7 separate regions of the Mus musculus genome follow, and regions 1, 2, 4, 5, 6 and 7 are each linked to region 3. The links are chromatin contacts, called in public HiChIP or PLAC-seq, Micro-C and promoter capture Hi-C maps. All regions are on one chromosome and are shown on one strand. The core of a region is the stretch at or near the end of the contact, and the rest is flanking DNA. Distances in the headings are between cores, read along the strand shown. Region 1 overlaps Tom1l1 (target of myb1-like 1 (chicken)). Region 2 has its middle 20 kb from the start of Gm38759. Region 3 holds the start of Pctp (phosphatidylcholine transfer protein). Region 4 holds the start of Nog (noggin). Region 5 overlaps Stxbp4 (syntaxin binding protein 4). Region 6 overlaps Stxbp4 (syntaxin binding protein 4). Region 7 has its middle 66 kb from the start of Gm38759.

Evidence for each region. Promoter capture Hi-C pulls out the DNA fragments that hold promoters and counts their contacts. Hi-C and Micro-C count contacts between places; a contact is called where the count stands out from the background. HiChIP or PLAC-seq counts read pairs in DNA pulled down with a chosen protein or histone mark.
Region 1: a contact with region 3 is called in a promoter capture Hi-C map of liver, with 4 times the contacts expected there. The contact joins the enhancer-like site here to the promoter of Pctp in region 3. A contact is called at or near these places in 8 of 39 promoter capture datasets (the 3T3-L1 cell line, the C10 cell line, the HPC-7 cell line and 4 more), 2 of 115 datasets of contacts at active chromatin or transcription factors (extraembryonic endoderm stem cells and stem cell-derived neural progenitor cells) and 1 of 9 other capture datasets (macrophages).
Region 2: a contact with region 3 is called in a promoter capture Hi-C map of hippocampal neurons, with 5 times the contacts expected there. The contact joins the enhancer-like site here to the promoter of Pctp in region 3. A contact is called at or near these places in 7 of 39 promoter capture datasets (cranial neural crest, embryonic stem cells, frontonasal cranial neural crest and 4 more), 2 of 484 Hi-C or Micro-C datasets (the G1E-ER4 cell line and cortical neurons) and 3 of 115 datasets of contacts at active chromatin or transcription factors (embryonic limb bud, embryonic stem cells and large pre-B cells).
Region 4: a Micro-C map of embryonic stem cells shows a contact between it and region 3, with 2.8 times the contacts expected there. The contact joins the promoter of Nog here to the promoter of Pctp in region 3. A contact is called at or near these places in 1 of 39 promoter capture datasets (hippocampal neurons), 1 of 484 Hi-C or Micro-C datasets (embryonic stem cells), 3 of 115 datasets of contacts at active chromatin or transcription factors (astrocytes, craniofacial prominence and embryonic forebrain) and 1 of 9 other capture datasets (embryonic stem cells).
Region 5: a contact with region 3 is called in a promoter capture Hi-C map of the HPC-7 cell line, with 7 times the contacts expected there. The contact joins the enhancer-like site here to the promoter of Pctp in region 3. A contact is called at or near these places in 18 of 39 promoter capture datasets (the 3T3-L1 cell line, 3T3-L1-derived adipocytes, the C10 cell line and 14 more), 1 of 15 datasets of contacts at CTCF or cohesin (the NIH/3T3 cell line), 38 of 484 Hi-C or Micro-C datasets (the AML12 cell line, the AtT-20 cell line, B cells and 29 more), 3 of 115 datasets of contacts at active chromatin or transcription factors (bone marrow-derived macrophages, embryonic forebrain and large pre-B cells) and 2 of 9 other capture datasets (adipose tissue and embryonic stem cells).
Region 6: an H3K4me3 HiChIP or PLAC-seq map of bone marrow-derived macrophages shows a contact between it and region 3, with 4 times the contacts expected there. The contact joins the enhancer-like site here to the promoter of Pctp in region 3. A contact is called at or near these places in 6 of 39 promoter capture datasets (the C10 cell line, embryonic stem cells, frontonasal cranial neural crest and 3 more) and 1 of 115 datasets of contacts at active chromatin or transcription factors (bone marrow-derived macrophages).
Region 7: a contact with region 3 is called in a promoter capture Hi-C map of stem cell-derived epiblast-like cells, with 5 times the contacts expected there. The contact joins the enhancer-like site here to the promoter of Pctp in region 3. A contact is called at or near these places in 5 of 39 promoter capture datasets (cranial neural crest, embryonic stem cells, frontonasal cranial neural crest and 2 more), 1 of 484 Hi-C or Micro-C datasets (embryonic stem cells) and 6 of 115 datasets of contacts at active chromatin or transcription factors (astrocytes, embryonic basal ganglia, embryonic limb bud and 2 more).

Annotation. Positions count from the first base shown.
Region 1 is chr11:90,665,001-90,667,846 of GRCm38.p6, reverse strand. The region is part of intron 7 of Tom1l1 (target of myb1-like 1 (chicken)); the gene reads left to right. Among named protein-coding and RNA genes, the nearest start is that of Tom1l1, 21 kb to the left of the region's middle. Within about 2 kb of position 1,261, at least 43 of the 459 cell types and tissues checked have an H3K27ac peak or open chromatin away from gene starts, as enhancers often do. A contact at or near this core is called in the HPC-7 cell line, extraembryonic endoderm stem cells and liver, where this site is marked.
Region 2 is chr11:89,099,921-89,102,620 of GRCm38.p6, reverse strand. No RefSeq gene overlaps it. Among named protein-coding and RNA genes, the nearest start is that of Gm38759, 20 kb to the left of the region's middle. Within about 2 kb of position 1,405, at least 142 of the 459 cell types and tissues checked have an H3K27ac peak or open chromatin away from gene starts, as enhancers often do. A contact at or near this core is called in the G1E-ER4 cell line, cortical neurons, hippocampal neurons and 1 more, where this site is marked.
Region 3 is chr11:90,001,617-90,004,457 of GRCm38.p6, reverse strand. It overlaps Pctp (phosphatidylcholine transfer protein), which reads left to right and starts at 1,564. Exons shown (of 6, transcript NM_008796.3): 1 at 1,564-1,756. The coding sequence starts at 1,616.
Region 4 is chr11:89,301,305-89,304,004 of GRCm38.p6, reverse strand. It overlaps Nog (noggin), which reads left to right and starts at 1,446. Exons shown (of 1, transcript NM_008711.2): 1 at 1,446-2,700. The coding sequence starts at 1,985. The coding sequence ends at 2,683.
Region 5 is chr11:90,613,421-90,616,182 of GRCm38.p6, reverse strand. All of the region lies in intron 4 of Stxbp4 (syntaxin binding protein 4), which reads left to right. Among named protein-coding and RNA genes, the nearest start is that of Stxbp4, 23 kb to the left of the region's middle. Within about 2 kb of position 1,297, at least 7 of the 459 cell types and tissues checked have an H3K27ac peak or open chromatin away from gene starts, as enhancers often do. A contact at or near this core is called in the G1E-ER4 cell line, the HPC-7 cell line and rod photoreceptor, where this site is marked.
Region 6 is chr11:90,557,505-90,560,204 of GRCm38.p6, reverse strand. The region is part of intron 12 of Stxbp4 (syntaxin binding protein 4); the gene reads left to right. Among named protein-coding and RNA genes, the nearest start is that of Stxbp4, 79 kb to the left of the region's middle. Within about 2 kb of position 1,409, at least 40 of the 459 cell types and tissues checked have an H3K27ac peak or open chromatin away from gene starts, as enhancers often do. A contact at or near this core is called in bone marrow-derived macrophages, where this site is marked.
Region 7 is chr11:89,185,743-89,188,597 of GRCm38.p6, reverse strand. No RefSeq gene overlaps it. Among named protein-coding and RNA genes, the nearest start is that of Gm38759, 66 kb to the right of the region's middle. Within about 2 kb of position 1,472, at least 119 of the 459 cell types and tissues checked have an H3K27ac peak or open chromatin away from gene starts, as enhancers often do. A contact at or near this core is called in astrocytes, extraembryonic endoderm stem cells and stem cell-derived epiblast-like cells, where this site is marked.

The DNA of each region.
Region 1 (2,846 bases), core at 12-2,511, 660 kb before region 3:
TGGCAGGTAACAATTTTTTTCAAATTTACTGCATCAGTATTTCTAGTTTAACATGATCTTCCCAAACCTGCTCTAAGCCTAAAATGAAGTGTTTTATGACTTTCCTCCCATTTTTCTTACCCAGCCATAGCAAACAATCCTTTAATAAAAATGTATGTGGAAACGTTCCACTTAAGTATGTGAACCGAGTTTTATATGTTATTCCGTTAAGAACAATGTCTTCTGGTCTTGGCGTGCGGGTGCAGATGTGGAGTGGTTTTCAAGTATGATGGTCATTTGCTGGTTGCTGTGCTGATGCCAGAGTCCAGGACACTTGTGTAATGAGTCAACATTAGAGTCCAGCCCATGTTCACCTCTGACGCAGATAAGCTTGATTACAAAGACTATACAATATTTAACTTTAATTTTCTTCTTGTGCTTTTTGTAAGTAATACATAAAGACCTGGTGTGAACAAAGCTGTTCCTAATTCCTTTTGCCATATATTTTTTTAATCCTATTTAACTTTTTTTATTCTAATCAACTAGTATGGCTAAGACAATGAACCTTGAGTATTCCTCTGTGGAGAGAAATGATAGGAACCTCTGTTTAAAGATAAATACTTATTACCGTGACCAACAAAGGTTGACTTGAGATGAAAAGAGTGATTCTTTAGATTCTTCGTTTTTACTGTTTGTAATTTTCTTCTGCCTATCTGAACTCTGGGGACCAATAGCAGGTCAACCCTGGGTGTTGAGAGATAAATGCCACTTTCTGATTGGCCACCTTCTCATAGAACCGTAGGAGACTCTGGAGGCTCAACATGAGCCTAGGTTGTCATTGCAGAGGGTAGAAGTGCACACAGTGAATGATATCCAGAACATGGTCCTACCCCTCCCTCCTATAACGTACCAGCAAGCCCTACTAGTTGAACCCTGTCAGAAACCAGTGGCCAGTGAGGTCCTTATGCTGCAGCCATTGAATCTGGAAGAAGAACGGGTGGGAAGTAGTTATTAGCAAATAGGAGAAGTCTCCACTCAAAACTGGTTGGGACTTTTCCGCACATCCACCTAACCAGGGACTTTTTGCTAACACAAAGGCCTCTTGTTTCCTGTCCTTCCATTCACACTTTACCAGAGACTCCATTTGTATGCAACTTGTTCTCTGTGTCCTGTCTGAAATGTATTTCCGTGGAAGTCTTCCCCTGTTCCTCCAGCCTATGTGAGGCCCATAGCTGACTCACAGGGCTCCTGTACTTTGGGAGACTCAGGGAGGTTGCAGCCTCTCTTTTCCTTACAGCTGTGTGACAGTGGACTTAGAACCTCACAGGGTGGAGACCGGATTCCTTTGGCCTGTATAGAGGGGGAGGGCTGAGAGGCTGCAGTCAGACTGATTTAAGAGTCTGATATGGGCACAGGAATATAGAATGGCAATGTATCTTTCCTGGATTTACTTCCTTGGCATTGCACACTTGGCTTTGGGCACTTTGCTCTGACCCTGAGCAGCTAGTTTTCTTCTAGGTATTTCCTCTTTCTGCCTGCCCCCCTACCCGCTTCTTCTTTTCTTCCTTTTACCATTTTTAAGACAAGATCTTGTACTGCTGACCTGTCTGGCCTTGCACCCACAGCCTTCCAGCCTCAGCTTTTTGAGTTGAGCCACAGGTATATGCCATACCTAGTGGGCTTTCTTTTCTTGCTTTGCCCAGCCTCTCTAGGACAGAGGAGAAGAAGAAAGGGAACTCTGATTTTGAAAGTGTAAATAGAGAAAGCTTTGAGTTAGCTTACTGGAGGAGTATAAGATCTTGAGAAACTAAAATTTGATCCTCAGAAGATAATCTGAAACCCAGTTGGCGGGGTGGGAGTGGGGGACCCTGAAAGTAAAGAAAAAGGGGCAAAGAAAAGAAAGGGAAGGAAAAGCACTTGTCCTTTGGCCGTTCTCATTGTTGTCACCATTTGTAAGAAATAGAGCAGAAGAGACTTTTATAGTGTGTCTTGGAGTCTGTCTCCTTCTCTTTAGCGATGAGGTAGCATAGTTAGAAAGGGGCCAATTCGTGCGCAGGAGAGCAACACGCTGTAGGTAGAATTGGATAAATAACCTGCTCTCCCGAGCAAATGTCTCTCTGGACCAATTCACTTCTAGTTTGGAAGCCAAGGACTGGCTGTAGATGGCTAGCCTATGGCCCTTTGCTACGGGCCTGAATAGTTCTGTGGCTTGTTTGGAAAGAACCCGAAGGTAGCACCTAAGGCCTCTGCTTTTGAAGTCATTGCAATGTAATTGAGAAACCTGGGGTCCCCTTTGAAAGTTTTTAGTCTTGTAGATGAAAGAAATTCAAAGGTAACCCAGAAGTTTGAGAACACAACAGCACAGACTAATGGGCTGGCAGCAGCTGCAAGGAGGGTGATGGAGCCAAGAAAGTGGGGAAAGTAAGCAAGCTCAGCCCATGGAATTCTGAGCAGCTGCTTGGGAGGTGGGGCGAGAGGGGGTTCGACAGGGGGCGGGGAGTAATCAGGGCAAGCAGGCTTAGGATTCTGGCAGATGTTTGGAATGGGAAAGAGGGAGAAGAAAAAGCTTTCAGAGTTAGAAAGGGCCGCCGTCTTACCCTTGAGCGTTAGGAAGCAATGCACAGAGGGAATGGTATCTAAAGTATGTGTGTCATTAAGAGGGTAGTTGCTCCCTGAGTGGTCTTAACATGTTCAGGAATATCATATTCTGGTTTTAGGCTCTTCTCCGAACTTGTGTAACAGGATTTTCTCCTTGCCCAGGAGGTCCTGGCTTTGCCCAGGCAAGGGAAATTCTTCTATCTTTATCGACCACTGAGTAAATCATTTAGGCGATGTTTCTTACAATTAACTTCCAGTACTTCAAGTCA
Region 2 (2,700 bases), core at 156-2,655, 900 kb after region 3:
AAACATCTACTTTGCAAATGAAAAAAGAGGAAGGTGTAAGACTCTCAATAAATGTAAAGGGACAAGCCATTCAGAAATGGCAGCAAAGACTGCAGATTCTATGTCCAGTGTCTCTGAAGACCCAGCCCCTGTGGCCATCTTTTCAGGTCAGGCCTGAATCCCAGCTCTGACTCATCCTTTCTCTCCAGAGAGCTGCAGCCATCACCCTAGCCTTAGAAGCTTAGTCTTGGTAGGGAGAGCACGGAAAGGTTCATAGGATTTCCAGCCACACACGTGAGCATGTGTTCCATGCAGTGTATAGAATGCAGGTGCAGCAGAGCTGTCCCAGAAGGGAGAGACCTGCCACATGATGAGAGGCCAGGTCTGCAGCCCTGCCTGGTGCTTGCCAGATTCTAGAACTGGAGGTCTACTAGTTACCCCAACACACACCCAGGCTCCACCCGCCAGTCTATAAAGTGATCATGATGGGAAGATGGAATCCTTGGCCGGATCTCCTGGTATCCGTGTGAAATAAGAGAAAGCAGAGAGAGTCCAGTTGATGTGGAATTCACTCGGTATGCATTGGCCAATAGTTGCAGTAGAGGAATTAAGGCTATTGTTCTTTAATCTTTTCATCTATATTTCTATTATCATTATTGTTGTGGTTGTTGTTATTCCCTACTGCCGATGAAAATGTATCAGGCATCGTACCTGAGATACAAAGAAGAATGTGGCAGGGCTGGAGAGATGGCTCAGTGGTTAAAGGGCACTGACTGCTCTTCCAGAGGTCCTGAGTTCAATTCCCAAGCAACCACATGGTGGCTCACAGCCATTTGTAATGGGGCCCAATGCATTCTTCTGGTGTGTGTCTGAAGACAGCTACAGTGTAGTCATATAAATAAAAATAAGTAAATCTTTAAAAAAAAGAGAATGGGGCAGCCTAGCCAGTCTTCGGGTGCTCACTGTATGTGATTCAAGTTCAGAGAAAGTTCATCATTAACCCAATGGCAGGCAGGTGGAATTCTTAAAGAACTAGAAAAGATGTGATGGAGGATGACAAAGAAGCCGAGGCAAGGAGACGGCTTATCCCTGTCCCACCTGGCCAGCCAGCGGTTGGACTCGAGGATAAAAATCAACACAGCCCAGATTCTGCGTATGTTCCAAGCTCCGGCCCTGAAGTCTTATTTCCAGAGGCCATTCTTGACAAAGGGATAACTAATTGCCAAAACGAAACCAGATCAAAGTGGATAGTTTTCTTTTTATGCCCAGTGATTTGTCTAGTTAGCCAGACTGGGGATAAAACCGAATGTGTCACTGTACGGAGATACCAGAAAGTGAAAGGCGAGGGAAGCTCGCTCGAGGCAGGACTTCTTATCCGCCCCGCCGCCCCTTCCAAGAGTCTCCTCGGGTGGAATCCTGTAGTCTGTCTCCTGGGAGCGGTTCGCTCTCCAGAAAATATGACACTATTTCCTGCCCTTGTTTGTTAACACACCCCGTCACCATCCGCCTCGGTTTCATGTAACTGCCAAGCGGTATTAACACCCTCCTCCTCGCTGAGGCAGAAAATAGAAAAGGAAGAATTCAACAGACACCCCCTTCCCCCGTGTCATCCTCAGAGGCACCAAGATAACCAGGCCAGAAACCACAATTGGAGCTATGCTCCCTCCGCCCAGGCACGCTAAAGACAGCCAGTTTAACCACCTTCTGCATTTTCCTTCAAAGAGAAAGTGTGTTATTTAGGCTATTTAGACTCTCTTCCTTGCAACAGAGAAATTTTTTCTGTTGTTGTTGTTGTTGCTGCTGCTGCTGCTGCTGCTGCTGCAGTGGTGGTGATTTTTTGTTTTGTTTGTTTGTTTTGTTTTGTCCAAATACAAAGCAAGAGGGGGAACTGTCAGCAGGAGTCTGCAACAATCAGGTGAGCCGCCCGCTGGCGCCTGCAGCGGAGACACACTGACCCCTAGTGGCCAGCCGAGCCCTTACAGTCCTGGGCCCACCCTTGCTCAGTAAACTAGCCCTTGTCACAGGCAATCCCCGAGTGCGCCTTGAGTGGGTGTGGCCCGTGCTGTGTCTCCACCACCTGACCCAGCATACTTATGCACACGTGCACTCACACACTCCTTTTCCCTTTTTCCTTCTGAACAATAGAAGCAATTTTCCCTCCTTTAGACCATTCCAGAGAACAATTTCCTAGGTACCTTAGGAGTGGCTCCTAGGCTCAGCAGGTTTCTAAATTCTGGGGGAGTTCATAAGAAAGGTAAGTGTGAGTCGGGCGTGGTGGCGCATGCCTTTAATCCCAGCACTTGGGAGGCAGAGGCAGGTGGATTTCTGAGTTCGAGGCCAGCCTGGTCTACAAAGTGAGTGCCAGGACAGCCAGGGCTATACAGAGCAACCCTGTCTCAAAAAGACCAAGAAAAGAAAAGAAAAGAAAAGAAAAGAAAAGAAAAGAAAAGAAAAGAAAAGAAAAGAAAAGAAAAGAAAAGAAAAGAAAAGAAAAGAAAAGAAAAGAAAAGAAAAGAAAAGAAAAGAAAAGAAAAGAAAAGAAAAGAAAAGAAAAGAAAAGATAAATGTGTGTCGTCCCCCCCCACCCTCACCCCACCCCACCCCCATATAACCCGGGGCTGGGGAGATGGTTCAGTGAATAAGAGCACTTCCTGCTCAGGTATGAGGATCTGAGTTCCAATCTCTTAGCACCCATGTGAAAACCAGAAAGAGTGCTGAAGT
Region 3 (2,841 bases), core at 315-2,814:
ACAGAAGAAAGCCATTGTAGATTCTTTTGTGGGTGGGTGGGTGGGGGGGACCTGCATGAAAGAAAACCTGCTTGGTAACATGATTGTATTCTGTATTGACAAAAATAAAATAACGTGTGTGTGTGTGTGTGTGTGTGTGTGTGTGTGTGTGTGAGAGAGAGAGAGAGAGAGAGAGAGAGAGAGAGAGAGAGGCAGACAGACAGACAACATATTTAAACATGTACAATAAAGCAGTTTGAATTTGGTCTCTTGTTTCTTCTATGGTCCTGTTCATTCCCTTGGGCCTCTCTTAATCCATCAATATTTCTGTGGTGACAAAGTTCCGATCCCATGAAAGCACACAATCATGACTGGTCCTTTGGCAATCTTTGACAATCCTCCACATTGGTTTCCTTGTTGGATGAGTGTGAGTGGATTGCTTGTTTCAGTAATAGTTTACACCTGTGAGAAAGCTTACAGGCTACCACTAAAACTGCAAGGAAATTTGTCTTGAAGCAATCTTTCCCGTGTTTTGGAATAACTTACTTTCCTTCTGTCCTGTACAAGAAAATCCATGCTGAGGCAAATAAAACAGTGATCTGTCTGTTTTTTGGCAAATGTGACCGTGGGGCTTTTGTAAACTGGCTTTCAATAGTTTTTTTTTTTAACCACTTTTTTTCCCCTTCTAGTATTGAAAAAATTGTGTTTCAGTTTATTCCTGAAAAACAAGAGGGAATGATCATTAAATACCACTTTGGTAGGCACTGGGATATTCTACGGCCCTCGACTATTTAAGGCAGCACAGTCTTTGACCCATTTTACAGATTAGGCAATTTGGCTTTCCAGGCGGTCTTGGCAATTGAGTGGTGTTTGCACTTATCTTTGAACTCCCTACTTTACTCAAAGCCAGGGTTGCAGATTTCGGCTGAGTAAGACTCAAATGAACAAAAAGATCTTTGAGTTGCAAGACCTAAATTATGCAAGCTGCAGAAATCCAGGTACCTTATCTTTCATATCATTTGTACCCACAAAAATCTTGTCCATTGTGATCTGATTTCTTAATTGTGACTTCCTTGCCCTTCTGCTGATTCTAAGGGATTGATTCACAAAACACGGTTTCAAAATGTATACCAGAAAGAAGAGCATTTTTAAAAAATTATATATATATATAAAACTAGCATCTGACCTCTGAGACTTTCAAGCATTTGTGTTCGGTCCCTCTCCCCAAATGTCTTCCAGAGACCTTTCCACCTTCAGAGAGGTAGGGGGTAGGAATCTCACGCAGGTTTGAAGGGTGTGGAGGTGAGTATAGGATGTGCTGGCCCTACTTCCAGAAGTTTCCCTACTTCTTCAGCCCTTCCTTCTTTCTCCAGATAAGCGACAGCTTTTTTTCTAGTATTTTTTAACTCGGCATTCTTCTTAACCTTTGCTTAGCCCCGCCTGTCTTCAGATCTGGAACCGCCCTCTTAACCTCCGCTCCCCACCCCCGCCCTCCCACGTCCCGCCTCCTCGACCAAGTCCCGCCTTCTCTCTTCCCTGCCAATCAGGTTGGGGTCACCTTGTGACCCCGCCCCCGATCTCTCTAAGGGCCAGTGAGTGACCTGCGCTCCGGGCGCTGTATCCTGGCTGCGGAAGGATGGCGGGGGCCGCATGCTGCTTCTCGGACGAGCAGTTCCGGGAGGCTTGTGCTGAACTCCAGAAACCGGCGCTGACCGGGGCCGATTGGCAGCTCCTGGTAGAGGCCTCAGGCATAACCATCTACCGGCTGCTGGACCAGGTAGCAACTGACCTGCCCGCTGGAGGAGGTCAGGGGCCTGGGCCCCCTGGTTAGGACTCGCCAAGGGTACTCCACTGCTCTGCAGGGGTGACTAGGCTCCTTGGAGCTACTTTACCCTGTGTAGATCTTATGCGGCTGGCAGGTTGTCCGAGCTCAGCCTCAGGTCATTCCTGTTGCTAGACTTCTGAGTTGTAATTTATGTTTTACTCTGCAGCGTTTGCAAAAAAAATCAAACGGCCTGGGAGTAGGGAATTGTATTTAACGGCTCGTGGTTGAAGATGGGGCGAGGTGCCAAAGAAACCCACCCGGTCTAGGATCTGGACTTTCACTGGGAGTGGGTATAACGGGTCCAATACAGGGTTTCCGAGATCGAGCTGGAGTGGCGTGCCCGTGGACATATAGGAGTGTGTGTTTATCTACATTCACAAGAGAGAGGCATTTGGCAGCAATCAGCTGATAGAAAACAGAAAATGAGTAGTTTGGAAGTTTAGCCCAACTTCAGTCCGTTTGTTTGCTAGGAAAATTGAAACATTGGTCTATTCATTCCTACACCATGCCAGTGTCTGCAGAGAACATGTTTCCTTTTGCCAGATGGGTGCCAGTTCTGTATGGGGTACAGAAGGGCCATGTCCTGAGGCAGGTAGGAAAGAGACAAGACTCATGGACTGGATGTTCAGAGCTGGCCAAGAGGTAACAGTAGCAATTCCATCAATTTAGTGACTGTCTTCTGTGTGGGTGTGATCTAATTTTAAGGTCTATTTAATAATTCGGTTGTGAAACTTCATGCAGAAAGAGCAATGGAGGCCGGAGGAGGAGTGTAGTTGGTTGTTAAGCATCTTGAGGCATCTTAAGAAGCCATTGGAACCAAGTAGCTAGTCAGGTGGGAGAAACTGGAGGTTTGGCATCAGTTGCTTTGCTGTAGGCAACAGAAGTTCCTTGGCACAAGATCAGACTGGTATAGCAAAGGATTCCAAATACTGATCTATTATGGGAGCCTTGGCTTTCACAGGTGAAGGAAGCAGACATGGAGGAATGGCGTAACTGTGTCACAGAGGCAGAGAAGTTCAGGACAGATGCAGTTGGAG
Region 4 (2,700 bases), core at 197-2,696, 700 kb after region 3:
AAAAACTAAAGTTTAGAGTGCCACCCAAGCGACTTACCCAAGGTCTACATAGATGTGCCAGAGTGGACAGCATCCAGAACTAGGGTACCTTATTTCTAGTATACATTTCCTTTTCTAGTCACCACTCTCTGCCCACTGAGGCTGTTTGCCCCAGCCAGATGATGCAAACCTGTGTACTTGTGAAATCGAAGTACCTTGGAGGAAAATCTCAGGATCTTTGTTTACACTAAGTCTGGAGATCTATGAGAAAGCATTCAAAAGCATAAAGTGCCTGTCAGTGTGTAAATATGGCACAGATGCGCACACACACACACACACACACACACCAGCCAGAACTAAATGCAGGGATCACAAAGGGCCAGCAGAGGGCGCGCCGCCCCCAGGGAGGTGAGAGCTAGTTGTACCAAGCAGCGAAGATTAGGAGAGCCACAGGCTAGGAGGATGTACCTCTATCTCCCCGCCACTCACCCGGTAGGACTAGGCGAAGGAGGAGGGTGAGAAGACCCCCGACTCCCCGCTTCGTGGATCTGAGGGGCAGAGAAGGGGTGCTACCTAGAAATTACATCACGCTGCGCAACGCTGCGGCTCTTGGTGTGTGTGTGTGTGTGTGTGTGTGTGTGTGTGTGTGTGTGTGTGTGTGTGTGTGTGTGTGTTGGGGGGAGGGGACTTACCCCAAGCCCGAGAGAGAGAGAGAGAGAGAGAGAGAGAGAGAGAGAGAGAGAGAGAGAGAGAGAGAGAGAGAGAGTGTAAAAAAGACACGCACCCGGGAAAATGCTCCATGCACATGGAGAAATTTCTTGCTAGGAACTGCACTGGAAACCGGGCCCCCGGCATCTCCCTGCTGCTCCCCTCCCGGTACAAATCACTCAGCTAGTGAGAGTCCCCCAGCCCCACCTCGACAACCCCACACCCCTCAACTCCAGCCCTGCACCCTCCAGCCTGGCTCCAGCGCCGCCACGAGCTTTCCCCGGGACTGGCCCTGGCGGGGCGCCTAGAGCCCCATTGCATTGCTCCAGGAGAAAGGAGGGGGGCGGTGCATTTTGTAGGAGGAGGAGAACCGGGGCGGGGGTTGGGGGGGGGAGAGAAAATTGCGCGGAGACCTGCCAAGCGCCACCGCCGCCGCCGCCACCGCCGCTGCCGCGCCGCCGCCGCCTGTGAGCTCCGGCGGGCAGCCTGACTGTCGGCTTCCCGGGGCATCTGGGTCCGGCGGGGCACAGTCCTGGGCGCTGCCGGAGCCGCCGCCGCCGCCGCCGCCGCGGCGACCAGTGCAGTCGCTTTCCCCCCGAGCCCGTGCGTCTCCGGCTCCTCGCGGGTGGAGGAGTTGGGGGTGGGGTTGTTGTTTGGGGGGAAGAAGGGGGAGGGGGCAACGCGGAGAGAGAGTCAGTGGTTTCCATGGTGATGGAGCTGAAAGTGCAGGAAATTTAAAGGCTTGGACCCTGCGAGACAGACAAACCGGTGCCAACGTGCGCGGACGCCGCCGCCGCCACCGCCGCCACCGCCGCTGGAGTCCGCCGGGCAGAGCCGGCTGCGCTGCCCGGAGCAGGCAGAGAGAAGTGGCCCAGGACCCGCTCTACCGGAGGCTCCGCACAGAGAAACAAGACGCCGAGCGACCGGAGGAGGAGGAGGGAAAAGGCTCGTCCACGCGCCCTGCGCCGCCGGCAGCCCGGGAGAACAGCGAGGAGCCGGCGCCCCCAGCGCCCCACGGTCGCGCTGGAGTAATCTCGGATGCCCGACCGCGGCCGCCTTCCCAAGTAGAGCGGCGGGGGGGAATTGCGACCAACTCGTGCGCGTCTTCTGCGCCGCGGCGGGAGCCGGCGCTGCGCGAACGGCTCTCCTCGCGGCTCATGCTGCCTGCCCTGCGCCTGCTCAGCCTCGGGTGAGCCACCTCCGGAGGGACCGGGGAGCACGGCAGCGCCGCGGACTCGGCGTGCTCTCCTCCGGGGACGCGGGACGAAGAGGCAGCCCCGGGGCGCGCGCGGGAGGCATGGAGCGCTGCCCCAGCCTGGGGGTCACCCTCTACGCCCTGGTGGTGGTCCTGGGGCTGCGGGCAGCACCAGCCGGCGGCCAGCACTATCTACACATCCGCCCAGCACCCAGCGACAACCTGCCCCTGGTGGACCTCATCGAACATCCAGACCCTATCTTTGACCCTAAGGAGAAGGATCTGAACGAGACGCTGCTGCGCTCGCTGCTCGGGGGCCACTACGACCCGGGCTTTATGGCTACTTCGCCCCCTGAGGACCGACCCGGAGGGGGCGGGGGACCGGCTGGAGGTGCCGAGGACCTGGCGGAGCTGGACCAGCTGCTGCGGCAGCGGCCGTCGGGGGCCATGCCGAGCGAGATCAAAGGGCTGGAGTTCTCCGAGGGCTTGGCCCAAGGCAAGAAACAGCGCCTGAGCAAGAAGCTGAGGAGGAAGTTACAGATGTGGCTGTGGTCACAGACCTTCTGCCCGGTGCTGTACGCGTGGAATGACCTAGGCAGCCGCTTTTGGCCACGCTACGTGAAGGTGGGCAGCTGCTTCAGCAAGCGCTCCTGCTCTGTGCCCGAGGGCATGGTGTGTAAGCCATCCAAGTCTGTGCACCTCACGGTGCTGCGGTGGCGCTGTCAGCGGCGCGGGGGTCAGCGCTGCGGCTGGATTCCCATCCAGTACCCCATCATTTCCGAGTGTAAGTGTTCCTGCTAGAACTCGGGGGGGCCCCC
Region 5 (2,762 bases), core at 48-2,547, 610 kb before region 3:
TCTGTCTGTGTGTGTGTGTGTGTGTGTGTGTGTGTGTGTGTTTGTACTTGATTTTCTATGTCTTGACTAAATGTGTGTAGTACCTATGGATGCCCGAAGAGGACGACAGGTGTTCTGTAGCAGAATTCTTGTTAGCTCTTGTAGCTATACACTGAGAACAGCCCCACAGGTCCTGAGTAAGGAGAGGCGAGGATCTGAAAGCCCTTTCTCCCGCATGAGCTGGTCTCTGGCAGTCTAGAGCCCTCCGAGGCCGCCTTAAGCCTCTTGCTAACCTCAGCACTCCCTTGATCAGCTCTAACTTCCTGGTACAAATCTCCACTTAGTTCTCCTAGAGGGGTCCTAGGTGCAGCACTTCTGAGGCACAATCTGTGATGCTTAACCTCGCACCTTCCTCTCCTTTCTTCCCAAACAACGGCCTCTTTTCAATGGCTGTTCAGAGTCATGTCCTTCCTCCCATATCATTAAGATGTACCAGTTATCTTAGTATATACTGCTGACCTTTTTACTCTCTGTCTCTTAAACCCATTAATCAGTCAGGCAGCGCGCGCATGCACAAGCTTGTGTGTGTGTGTGTGTGTGTGTGTGTGTCTGTCTGTCTGTCTGTCTGTCTGATATAAGCACATGTGTGTATATTTGCTGGTACAATTACATGTATGTGTACACGAAAATGATGGAGGCCAAGGTTAATGTCAACCATCTTTATTTGTCACTCTCTACCTTAATTTTTGAGACAAAGTCTCTTACTGCTCTTAGATCTGGCTAATTAAGCTAGTCTGGCTAGAGCCCATTGCCTATCTCTGCCTTCCCAGCACTGGAATTGCATACACTTTATTATGTGTGTGATGGGGGTCTGTACTAGGGTTCTCCTGCTTGCAGAAAGGTGGGGTTTTTTTTTTTGGCTGAGCCATCTCTCTAGGCTCTGTCTTTAGGTTGTCATTGGCTTTTGTTGCAACTCTCAGTAGCTTTATCTACTCTTAATGCACCTTGCCTATTTCCTCTCCCACAAAGCTACCTTAGTATTATTAGTAACCTGTACGCCCCTGTGTAGACTGCTTCTGCCTTCAGCTCTTCTTTTCTCTAGCTCTACCCTTACAAGCTTGTCTTCCCTCTTTCTGAAAGAGCCATTCCTTCCTTATCTCGGTCTAGGTATATTGTTTCAGGACCAGTGCCTCCTTCTCATTCTACTGTTCCAGATATCAGTTTATAAAGCAGTTGGCAAAGGACTTGTTTCCTGTCCTCCGGTGCAAGTGCAGATAAGGCCAGGTTTTGTTTTTCCTGTATGTGTGGCTAGTTCTTGTTCCAGTGCTTCCTATCAGCTGACTCGGTGTCTAATGGTGCATCTGTGTCCCTGATCGCTTTAGCTCAGTCTAACCATTGCTCATTGTACCTCTTGATGGCAAAGACTCCATCCGATTTCTTCATCATCGTCATTCCCTTAGTGGGAGTCACTCAGATACTATTAATGAATGGCTTTGCCACAGTCATTCTGTCACAGTTCTCTCCACTATCCACTGCCACCAGCTTCCTTCCAGACCAAGGTTCATCTCCTTAGCCCTGTGTATCAGAGCATTGATAACATTTTAAATTGTTTGAATGATTGTTTTTCTCTCATTGCTAGTAACATAAAGAAGAACGCTTCTGTGTTGATTTGAAGGAACTTTGTGTATTGCATATAGTTGATCCTTAAGACATGTTCAAAATACATAGAAAAGCTCTCTATAGAACATGCACATGTAGCTATGTACTCTGCCTGTTTGCCTGGAAGAGTATATTTCCTCTCCTGCCTCTGAAATTGCAATGGCCCTCTGAGCCACTGCCATAGTATCCTCGGCAGCATTCTTCCTCGCCACATAAAGACATAATCTCATACAGCTATTTGTCATTTTACGTTTGATCGATTGAACAATTTATGTCAAGCTTGTAAGTAAAGACAAAGGTGCCACTGACATAAGTGCCCACGTTAGTAATGGTCACAAACTGGGGAGGGCCATATTTCACTTTCCGATTGTAGCTCCTTGGAGCATATGCTAAACACATTGCTGAACTAGGGTTAAAGCATTTGGATGCATGGGAGGGCAAAGCTTCTGGTAGACAGAGCCCAGTCCCATTGGTGCACACTGAGGGAGCAGTAGCCAAGACAGTTCACGTTGCAATGTCACGCTCTTCTTTGATGTCATTATTGTTTCCATTATGGTATAGCGTGATGATTTCCCAGAGCTCTGTCCTGGACCGCATTCATTTATTAGTGAGCTGTTATATTTTTTGCAGTGTGCAGGGGAAACAACCATGATGCCCTGATCTAGCCAACCATAGGAGTGAGCGAATAGTCTGAGAGTTAGCTGTATTAGTATCAAGATGTCTGGTTTCGAAGAGGGTAGAATTGGGTGTGAGTAAGGGGACAGTAGAAAGTCAGTGCTCTAATACAGGGAAATAACGTATATTTGTTCAGCAAAGATAGCATTTGAGCCTGGCGGTGGGGGTGTGACGGTTATTCTTGTAGAGAAATAGGGTAGATGCTAGCATTGTTGAGTGGCCATGTATAAAATCCTGGAAACATTAGCTGGTTTGGGGACCGTCCTCTGAAAAGCTTGAGGAACTTGTATGCTATAATGGAAGGTAGAATGAAGCTAGAAAAGGGGGGTTGCAGTTAGCTTCGAACAGGCTCGGAAAGCTAAGGCATATACCAAGCATTCCCAGGAGTTGGCTCCATCCAAAATTCTCTAATTCAAGAGCAGAAATTAAACTTTTCTTGTAAGTAGCCT
Region 6 (2,700 bases), core at 160-2,659, 560 kb before region 3:
GTTGATCACAATTTTTGTCCTTTAAAAGGACACAAGCTGCCTTTCATAATAGTCTATTTCCATCCAGCTTACCTCCCTGGGATTCCCCTGGACTATTGTATAGATCCACAGATTGTTCTTTTTGTTTTGTTTCTGAGAGCATTATAAAACTAGTTTTCTCTAAAGAAGGTTGGTGGATTGTTCCAGTGTTGCCTTCCTGGTTGTGATATTCTATTAGCATGCACGGTGTAACCATTGGCTGAGATTTTATGGACACAAGCGTTTCAAGACAAACAAAAGTAATCTGAAAACCATTATAAAGCACTTATAATGTTGGACAGCAGTGGGATTAAAGAAGCTTATGGAATAAATATAGCTAGGTTTATTTTTCAGCATTAATTTTCTTTTGTGTGTGTGCGTGTAATGAGAAAATTACTTCTCTTTTCACTACCATTAGACTCTGCACTAGAAACTGCCTAAGGTAAGGAAAGCTTACTTGAAAAAGGAGCAGGAAACCTGGTTTCCCAGCGTTCCAGTCGTCATTCGTGTTTGCATAGACATCATTTGTACTTAGTGATTCACTGGCAGTGCATGCAGCAAACTTCAGTGTTTCTATAGCTATGGTATGATTGCTGTATCTCCACAGAGTCTACTGTGTTGCAAGCCTGGTATTCAGGGTAACAATATAAGCACACGATAGAACCATTAAAAAGTAGAAAGATCCTTAGATCGTGGGTCATGCCCTGGATGTTCTTATGGGACCTTTGTCTCTCCATGCCAATTCACCTTCTCACAGGTGGCCCATCTCACTTTCCCAACCTTTGAACATAAAACGCCAACAACTAACTAACCCCTTCTTTACAAGTCACCCCACTCAAATATTTCATAGCAGGGAAAACTAATATAATTGTCTATTTCAGAGTCCTATTCCCAAGTAGTTATGCTCATTTCATATAGAAAAGATCTTGGTGTTAGAAGGATTCCAAGACAGACATTTTTCTGTCTTTTCTGTATTATAAAGTTATTTTAATTGTGTTGGCTTAATTAGACACCATTTTCAGTGTTGGGGAATTTGGGAGCAAAGTGATGGTATTCTTCATAGAGACCCGCAATTAGTTTCTTTATACCATTTCCTATAGGAGGTTTCCCTATGAGAAACTCGTGAAGATGGGGTTCCATACAATGCATGGAGGGAGCACCATTTAGGTTACACTTTAGACGTCTGTGTAGATGCTAAACATTTTTTTTTAAGTGTTGGAGCAATATATAATAGTTGGACTGACAAACAAGAACATTTGATCCAAGGAGGAAGTTGTTTCAAGGAGGAAGTAGTGATAAGGCGGCTGATTCTATTAACGTCTTATCTTGGCAGTTTGCTGTGTAAAAAATAGTCTCAGTAGTTCTACAGTCGTATGGGACTCGTGACATCGTAGTAATGATTTATTCACAAAACGCTGACAAGTTAAAAACAAAACTCGCCTGGTCATGTCTGACCCCACATAAGTATTGTTTAGAAATCTGCATTGGTTTATTGTCTTTTTGCATTATATATGAAGAGATTGCCTCTGCCTGAGTTCCTGAATAACTAGAGATCTGCTTCACAGCTCTTGGGTATTAATGGCATGTGTACTCAGTGATTCACCTAAAGTGCATGCAGCATTTTAAGCAAGCTTTAGCAAACCCAAGTGTTGCCATGGCTACAGCACTGTTACAGTATATCTATCCCCCCAGAGGTCCCTGGGTTGGAAGCCCAGTGTTCAGGGTAAAGATTTAAACGGCTGATAGAACCATTAAAAAGTGGGATGGCCTAGTCACAGGGAATGGTCATGGATGCTCCTAAGGGACCCTTGCCTCTCTGTGCTGTTGCTCCTTCTCAAGCCTAGTTTCACACACACACACACTTGCTGGTCTGGCAGAATGACACTACTGGCTTCTGCACACGGTGCTTGGCTAACTTGCATCTCCTCTCTTGCTTTTTAAATTTCCTCTATCATACACTTCATCCCATTTCCTCACATTAGTATACAAGATCTCTTTCTTTAGATATTTTCTTTATTTACATTTCAAATGTTATCCCGAAAGTTCCCTATACCCTCCCCATGCCCTACTCCCCTACCCACCCACTCCCACTTCTTGGCCCTGGTGTTCCCTGGGGCATATAAAGTTTGCAAGACCTAAGGGGCCTCTCTTCCCAATGATGGCCGACTAGACCATCTTCTGCTACATATGCAGCTAGAGACATGAGCTCTGGGGGTACTGGTTAGTTCATATTGTTGTTCCACCTATAAGGTTGCAGACCCCTTCAGCTCCTTGGTTTGGAGCTAAGTCAAAAGGATGGACCATCCAGAGACTACCCCACCCAGGGATCCATCCCATAATCAGCCACAAAACCCAGACACTATTGCATATGCCAGCAAGATTTTGCTGAAGGGACCCTGATATAGCTGTCTCCTGTGAGGCTTTGCCAGTGCGTGGCAAATACAGAAGTGGATGCTCAGTCAGCTATTGGATGGATCACAGGGCCCCCAATGGAGGAGCTAGAGAAAGTACCCAAGTTCTATTTCTGTAGGAGACATTGACTCCGTTTCTCGGAACCCTAACATGAGATATTTAACTTGTACAAAAGCCCCTTCTCCCATTTAATAAACACTAAAAGTTTTGTGTTGTCGATTTACTTTTACTTTTTTTCTTTTAAAATCAGTGCAACTGTTTATTTCTGGC
Region 7 (2,855 bases), core at 223-2,722, 820 kb after region 3:
AGTCTGTAAGTCACATTAAGGGTCAGGGCTTCGATCTGCAAATTTGGGATGGGGGGGTGGGGGAGATTGCACAATTCAGCCCATAGCAAGCAGTCCCTTAGATGAAGGAGACCCCATATGCTCCTTACTATGTGAGATTGAGAGCCACCTTGGAATTCTGCCAGCAAGACAGCTGTCACCAGATGTAACCCTTTGACTTAATAATATCTCCAAAACAGTGAGTCAAATAAGCGTCCTCTCTTTGTTTAGGGAAAAAAAATTAAATAACACACAAGGAAGAAACTTTCCATTGGCATCTAATACTGAGCATGCCCACAATTGAGGAATTTTTAGGTCCAAGAAGAGGAAAGCAGGTCCAAACCCTGCTTGTCACAAATAAGCGCATGTGACCCGCCCATGTTAGGGGATTTGCCTCAAGCCACATAGTAGTAAAGGCTAATGAACTTATAGCCAGGGCTCCTGATTGCAAGGGTGTAGCAGGTTCTGTTGTTGAGTCTTACGGGAGGATAGTGATTGGAACAGTTTAGACTCGGTCCTCATTAAGTGGTGAGCAGCATATAATTCAGTTTACGTCTTCATGAAAGCCTGGGGGAACAGGCGCTGTCCACAGGTGAAGAAGGCTGTGATGAGGCTCAGAGGTGAGGAACCTCACTGGGGCTCACACGGCTTCTGTTGATGGAATCAGGACCTGCAAATCTGAGCTGCTGCACCATTTGACCAGTGAGCAAGTACCAGCCAAGGAGAACCCACAGTGTCCCAAGGAGGTCGCTTTATCCCTTTGAGCCAAGATTTCTGACCAGGTTAATGTGTGGAGCGTGAGGAGTGTGGCTGTGCCAGGAGTAACAAGGTGAGGAAAGGAAAGAGAGGCAAGCCTCATCAGCTACCCTCCGTCGCTACCTTCCCACGCAGGGAGCCCATGACTATCTGTCTCAACTAAGACACCAGCACACTGGATTTCCTCATTTTCTCCTTTACCTTCAAACTCCCCACCTCTTCATCAGTAGTTAAACCAGCCTCGCAGACAAGTACGAACCGTGCCAGCCCACCCTCCCCTCGGGCGGCAAAGGAAATGAACTTGGCATTTCTAGAGTCCTCACCTGGCATGAATCACGAGGCAGCCCCAAGGGACCAGGGGCAAGGCTGCCTGTCAGGCTGACGGGCCATCTCAGCTTCCCTCCCCGCATGGAAAAAGGAAGGTGCTTACAGAAGAAAAAGTTGGACTGCTGGCTATGGCCCAAAAATGACAGAGGCCCCTCGCTGCCGCTGGCTGCCCCTGGCCCAGGGAACAATAGGGAGGCGCTGTCAGGAAGTGACGCTGAAAATGTCATCCCCCTTGTACCTCCTTCAGCCCCTGGCTAAAGGAGGTTCCTGGAGGGAATATTTTTAGTTTGACAAATGAAAGCCTGGGACCGAGGACAGGAGGGATTAAGGGAGCTCTTCTCTGACACTCCTGGAGACGGAGAGATGATGAGTCAGACACAGAGGGCTTAGGCGCGACTTCGCAAGACATTCCTCAGGCGTGAGCACAGGCAGGCAGCCTCTGGAATGCCTCCCGCTGGCCGCCAGCCGGCCCTGGGCGGCGGGTGAGGAGGGGCTGGCCTGGAGAGCAGCTTCTCCGCCCTCCCCTTGGCACACTGTTGGACAGCAGCTTTGGGAGATCAAAGAGGCCGCCCCAGTGGCTTTCCGGAACTGGGATTCAAAACCCGGGGTGCACTGGGTTCGAAGCCAGCCTTTGCTGCTTCCTGGCTGGTATGGTTGGTGGTTCCTCATGTCTTCTTCTATCTCCAGTCGTCTCATCTACCAGCAGGGAATGTATTTCTGCCCCAAGAAGATGTGGAGAGGAGGTTGCAGCTTTGAAAAGGCATAGAGGGCCTGGAGAGATGATTCAGTGTATAAGAAATCTTGCTCCACAAACATGACGACCTGAGTTTGAAATCCCAGCACGCAGTTAAAACGCCGGGCATAGTTCTATGTGCCTGGAACCGGTGCACTAGAGGATGCAGAGGCAGATAGATTTCCCACACTGAGAGTGTCCAGCTGAGAGAGAGTGAGCTTCAGGTTCAGTGAGAGAGTCTATCTCAAGGCAGTAAAAGGAACATACCCAAAATCCTGCTCTGGCCTCTGCATGTGCACACATAGGCACAGACACCTGCATGCTCCTATGTGCACACACACACATACATACACACACACACACACACACACACACACACACACACACACACGTACAGGACACACACTGATATAAAGTCACCCCAGACACGGAACCCAAATCTCTCACCACAAAGAGAAGCACTTGCCATTTAGTGAGTGCTCTCTTATAAGTCACTCTGTGATCAGAGTCCTATCGCTCAACAGCTCTGGGAAGTGTACGTCATGTTCCCTTCCTTCTCACAGACACAGACCCTAGGAAGGTTCTCTGGCTTGCCTCAGGTTGTAGGGCTAACCTCTGAGATGCTGGCATAGACGGGCTCTGCCTGACTCTGAAACCCGCATCTCATGTCTCCGTGCTAGAGAATCACTGGGCACAGAGCCAGAGTGCAGACTCAAGTAGCAGGTGGGAGCAAAGGAATTGCCTGGGCTGGAGCCTGGGCCCTTGGCAGCTGGCCACTATCATTGTCACAGACCCAGGGCAATCAGTGGGCAGCCAGGAAGGTGCGGGGGGGGGGGGGTTCTTTTAAAGTCAGAACCTGCTCACTTGGGGAGAAGAGAGACTGAGGCAGCCAGCAGGCCCTAGCTGGCTTCTCACTTTTCAAACAGCTGGCTTGGGTGGGTGCTCCCAGGGACCAAGTCACTGAATAAATTCTACAACCCCCCCCCCAAAAAAAAGCAAGTCCATGCTGAGCCACCCATCC